Regions from separate parts of the Triticum aestivum genome. Here region 1 is linked to region 2. Evidence: chromatin contacts called from public Hi-C data. All regions are on one chromosome and are shown on one strand. Each heading gives the region's core, a stretch centred on a gene start, on an enhancer-like site or on the middle of the called end of the contact. The rest is flanking DNA. Distances are from core to core; before and after follow the strand shown. Region 1 has its middle 160 kb from the start of LOC123151492. Region 2 holds the start of LOC123151492.

Region 1 (2,700 bases), core at 87-2,586, 160 kb before region 2:
GGGCGGCGACGGGGACCGCGTATCGCGACACTACGGCCCGAAGGGGCGACGCAGCAGCGACGCACGAGTCGATGCAGCCGCGAGGAGAACCACGGGGCGGCGGCGCTGCGGCCCGACGGGGCGACGCAACGGTAGCCCGATGCTCGATCGGTGGAGAGGCGCGCTGAACTCGGGGACGATCTTCACGGGACCTGCGGAGGCGCGCGTAACCGACAGGCCAGGTCGGTCGCGCGGCGTAGATGAGGCTGATCGTGGCGGCGAGCGGGTGATCAAGCCGATCGCGCGCGAGGTCAGGGACGCCGCTCCCTGGAGGCGTGGTGGCGGCGGAGTCCGAGATGAAGCCGGCGATGACGGACGACGTGGGACGTCGTGCGGACGAGCTTGTCAGCACCAGCACCCGGACTGCCAAAGCAACGCCAGCACCTGGGCAGCGAGGCCCGAGCGATCAACGGAGCAGCGGCACCCGAGTTGAGGCAGCCGACGTAGCCGTCTCGACGCTGCCTAGGACGAGACCAGTGAGGTAGACCGCTGGGCCGCCATGCAGACGCGGCGGAGGCGGGTGATGCGGATCAATGGGCGGGCCGGCATGCGAGCTACGGTTATGATTGACTGTCGCATGGCGCGAGGCCGCCGGATCAAGGTGATGCAGGTGTCCCGGTCAGAGCAGGGTGGTGACGGCCGGCACAGGGCGACGGGTGGACCGACGCGCGGACGGCGACTGGCCCTGGCGGGCTGCCTCGTCGCGCGTGGCCGCCGGGTCGAAGAGAGGCTGGCTGGTTGCGCCGGGGTCGGAGTAGAGGCAATCGGGGTTGACGACGGCGGTGGGCGATGCAAACCAATCAAGAATAGATCAGAAAACCAAAAGAAACCGCACGATCAAGATGACCGGCGGGAGAGAGAAAATCCCGGAGCAAGGCTCGGGGAAAAGACTCTCTAGGTCAGCCGGTCAACACGACCGGCGGACGAACCCTAGGTACGGGTGGCGCGGCCCCCGGCGACGGTCATGGAGGCCGACCGCGCCAGGGATGGCGTACGGGTGCGGAAGCGGCGGCGGCTAAGGTTTAGGATCGACTTGCGATAGATACCATGTTAGAAGGGAGAAAGAGGATTGGTGGAATTATTCATTGTATTGCTTGAGTCTCATGTGCATATATATATAGAAGTACAAAGACCAACTTAAAGTACAAGACAAGGCAGGACCAAGTCCTACTCTATCCTATACTTGCTAATAATCCTTATATTCAACATTGAACATATAAAGGATGAGGGAATGCGCCCAACTAACGGCTATGGTCACGTCTCCTTTTTTGCATCTATAAATAGTGGAAGAAAGGGATAAGCCACGAGCGCTGCGTTCGGCTGGATAAGCCCCAAGCGCTCTCTTCCCCCTTTCCTTGCCGCCGCCACTCCATCCTAGCCGCCTCCTCTCCTCGTCGAACCAGCCGCCTCCTCCCCATCTTCACGCGCAACCTCCTCTCCCTCAAGCCCCGCCTCCTTCCCACCCGGGGCTTTGCCTCTTCAGCGGCGGAACGCAGTGGCTGTGGTGATGGCAGATGGGGCGACAACGGCGGCGCTCCTCCTCTCCCATGGCCGAGGACGGCGGTGAGGGGCAAAGGGGCGCTATCGTTCTCCCCCCTCAGCGCGTGTGTCAGAGATGGACGAGGAGGCCGAGCAGTCCATCATGCCGTCGACGCCGTCCTCGCCTGCCAAGGTCTGGATCCTCCTCCCCCTTCCCTCATGGAGGCACCTGGATCCTCCTCCCTCTTCCCTTCCATGGCGGCACACGAACCTGCTGCATCTTCCTCATTGCCAGTCCGAGGAAGAGGAGTGGCAGCAGCCAGACGCGCCTCGTCCGTGTCGCGTGGTGGCCCAGATGCGTCCGCCCCGTGCTCTGTGGTGCCCGTATCGCCCGTCTACGGCCGGAGAAGGAGGGGAGGACTGGATGCCAGCCGATCTGGAGGAAGAAGCGGAGACGCGGACCTCACCTTCCTATTGAATTGCTTTTGTTTGTACAACATGCAACATTGTGAATAATTCTATTAACTTTTAGTTCAAAAGAATCTGCCGCAGTGTTAAGAGTTCTTTGTGATGTTGCATGACGTTCTGATTTTGAACTTGAACGTGCTAACTGAATTTTGCAGTGCAAACTAAACTTTTTAAATTAACTGAATTAACTAAAGTTTATGGATTTCTCGAAAAGGTAAAGCACTACCTCAGTATTTCTGTGTTAGAGGGTGCCCCTGTTGTTTCTTGGTATCATTACTAGCAAGTGTCATATGAGGTGTGTGTGCCTTGCCTGCCATCATGATTCCTGAGGTGTGTGTTTACCTTTGTTTCAAGAAGGTAAACCACACAAAGGAAATCTATGTACCATAAAAAAGAGGATGTGCATGTGTCTTGTAGGGTTGATGGATTGATTGATCACCACGCAAAGTAGTTTGGGGAAAATAATGATGTTGGACTACTAAAATCAAAGAAAATATTCCATGAATTTTGACACTGGAATGGCTTGTAAAATGGTGCAGTGCCATCTTGTCTCTAGAACAGCTTAAAAATGGTGTGCATTGGTTTCTTAGTTCTTGTACTGCACCCCATTTTTTAGAAATTGAAACTACTCCAGTGTCCAGTGTTAGCTAAGAGCTAAGATGAGTACAAGAATTTTTTGTAGAGATTGTTGCAAGGAGACATCTCTGTCCAGTG
Region 2 (2,700 bases), core at 148-2,647:
ACAATTTGATTTGTCAATGTCACCAAGAGGTAAAACACACGTCAACAACAACAACGACAACAACTCTACTTGCTTCTGCAGCACGCAGGTTTTGTAATCATAAACACTAGCTCCTAATTTGCTCCAACGTTGTCAGCTGCAGCAGCGACATGTCATACCTTCAATCTGTATACCCTACTCATGCAAGCAAGCATGCAAATTACTCCTACAAAAAAAACAATATAGATGAGTATGTTACCAGAAGATCCGTAGCAACTTCTCTTGTCATTTCCATAGGAAGGTGTTTTAGAACATTGATAAACAGAGCTACATGATGCTCGACTCCTTTCCTATTGCGCACGCAATGTTAAAATTACATGGTTTTTGTATCGAGAGAAATTACCAAGTTCCTTCTAGATTTGTGAAATAGTTTAAGATGACGATGAAGTGTATATTGTCCCGTATGGTGCACGGTGGCACTGCAGAGGCACAACTAATGCACTTGACATGGTATAGAACATGCTTCCACGAATGTCTATCCTCGATGAACAAAATGTCTCTTTTCTGCATTCGCACGTCTTCTATTGCACCATCCTTACACTCTTGTCGTTGCACCCGCCTCGCTCTCCCAGCTACCACACGTGGCGCTTCACTGTATCACAAAGTTATCAACCCTTCGATCAACCATTGCTGTAACAAACTTAGGATTATCATCTCACTATCACTTTTTAACGGTTGCCCTCAGACAGTGAATGGCTGCAATCGCCACTTTCCACCATGATTAACATCCGATGGACCATTTGATACATGTCGAATCATGCTCAACCGTAAACCTAAACGGCCGAACAAGGGTGCGTCGATGAACCGTAACGACGAGTAAAGAGATAAGAATAGCTTGCAATGCTACAATCAGTTGCACTATCCAGGAGGCGTTATCTTTCATTATTTAACCGTTCCATCAAAATAGACCACAAAACCAACGGTAGCGACAACTTCATCTTTGCTCCTTCCTCTCATCCATACATGCCCCCTTCACGGTTAGACACACCCACAAACATCCAAGCACCGATATTTCCTTTAAAAACATATAAATGTATTTTATGAGAACTACATTAAAGAACAAGAAAATGCCAATAAGCCTAGCCACCTTGCCAATCACCACTCTCCTAGTCATCATCATCATCCATCACCTCTCTCTTACCAACTGCTCTACTGCCAATAGAGAACAAAATCCTCAACCTCTTCTATAGATTCTCTCTCCTATTAAAATAAATAAATTTAAAAAACCACCATAAATGAGAAAATAATAAGAGGGAGACCTTCCCTTCTTCTCCTCCGGCCTAACCCACCCCACCCCCCTCCCCTCTCCTCCAAGCATCCACCGTCCCGGCCAAATCAGCCCCCTCCCCCAGCTCAAGCAAGAACGCCATTCCCGCGGATACAGAAGAGGAGAGGAGAATTCACCTCCCCCTAACCTCTCCATCCCCCAAAATCCTCCGAAAACCTAATCCTCGTCCCCGGAAAGATCCTCCTTTTCTTGGTTTCCACTTTGCTACAGATAAACAAAGCTATATATAGCGTTTTGGCCACGTTTCTTGGCTTCCGTTGTGGGTTGTTGTTAATTCGAGGGAGTCCAATTCGCCTGCGACTGAAGGGGCCCGGCCATGGCGGAGGAGGAGAGGCGGCGGCGGTTCTCGAGTCTACGCAGCGTCCGGTGGCGGGTCGATCTCGGCATCCTGCCGGCGTCGCCGGAGGCCTCCGTCGAGGAGCTCCGCCGCGCTGCCGCCGATTCGCGGCGGAGGTGAGCCCGCCATCCTTGTTCCCGGGTGTTTGCTGGTGTTTTGTCCTTTTGCGGCAGGAATCTGCTCTGCTCTGTTTTTCCTGCTTACCTGGCTCGTTCTTGTTATGCTTTCATTTGATTCTTGCGCGGTCAGGCGTTGATTTCGTCCAGATGGTTGTGTTTGTTAGCAAATTAATGCAATCACCGGCTGCTAATGCATCTGATTTGGTTGTGGTCGTATGAATATAGCTCGTCGATTGCTAGATTTCTGGTTCTGTCGGTGTTATCGTGCACATGGCCACATGCCATGTTTGTTTCATGAGATGAAATTTCGGCGAGAGAGATTGGTGCTGTTACTGATCTATAAGTGATTGGGGCAAATGAATTTTGCTCCTTGCTATTTCTTTCTACCTAAGAATGACATGTTAAATTTGATTCATGTTTGTTGTAGGTATGTTAGTTTGAGGCGCCGTGTTCTGGTAGACCCTCATCTTCCAAAGAAGGAGGCTAGATCACCTAACCTCATCGTGGACAACCCGCTCTCTCAGAACCCAGGTATTTGATCCTAAACATTATCTTGTGAATTGTGATGATTACATGGTAAACAAATTACAAGGATGATATCTTTGAACATGGATGACTTGTTATCTACCGCAAACACTTGCGTGATCACTTACCATCACAGATTTGCACTGCAAAGTGTTTTCCTGAATTTCCATGGGTTGTGACGCACTTCATTTATTAAACGATGAGCGGTGCTTGACAAGTGTTATTTAACACATTAAGATATATAAATGTGTACTCTTTTTATTAATTTATTATTGTTCATAATTATTTATTAGGGCTCTTTTCTACTGGTATAATTACTGGTGTTTTAGCTATGCTAGTGCCTAAGAGGCGGGATGAAACCTATTATTCAGAGTGTGAATAGTTTGCTCACA

Evidence for each region. Hi-C and Micro-C count contacts between places; a contact is called where the count stands out from the background.
Region 1: a contact with region 2 is called in a Hi-C map of leaf, with 4 times the contacts expected there. The contact joins the enhancer-like site here to the promoter of LOC123151492 in region 2. A contact is called at or near these places in 3 of 5 Hi-C or Micro-C datasets (leaf and an unstated tissue) and 1 of 1 datasets of contacts at active chromatin or transcription factors (leaf).

What each region holds. Positions count from the first base shown.
Region 1 is chr7A:243,772,632-243,775,331 of IWGSC CS RefSeq v2.1, reverse strand. No RefSeq gene overlaps it. Among protein-coding and RNA genes, the nearest start is that of LOC123151492, 160 kb to the right of the region's middle. Within about 2 kb of position 1,336, at least 1 of the 8 cell types and tissues checked has an H3K27ac peak or open chromatin away from gene starts, as enhancers often do.
Region 2 is chr7A:243,610,519-243,613,218 of IWGSC CS RefSeq v2.1, reverse strand. LOC123151492 reads left to right here and starts at 1,397. Exons shown (of 5, transcript XM_044571186.1): 1 at 1,397-1,780; 2 at 2,211-2,314. The coding sequence starts at 1,644.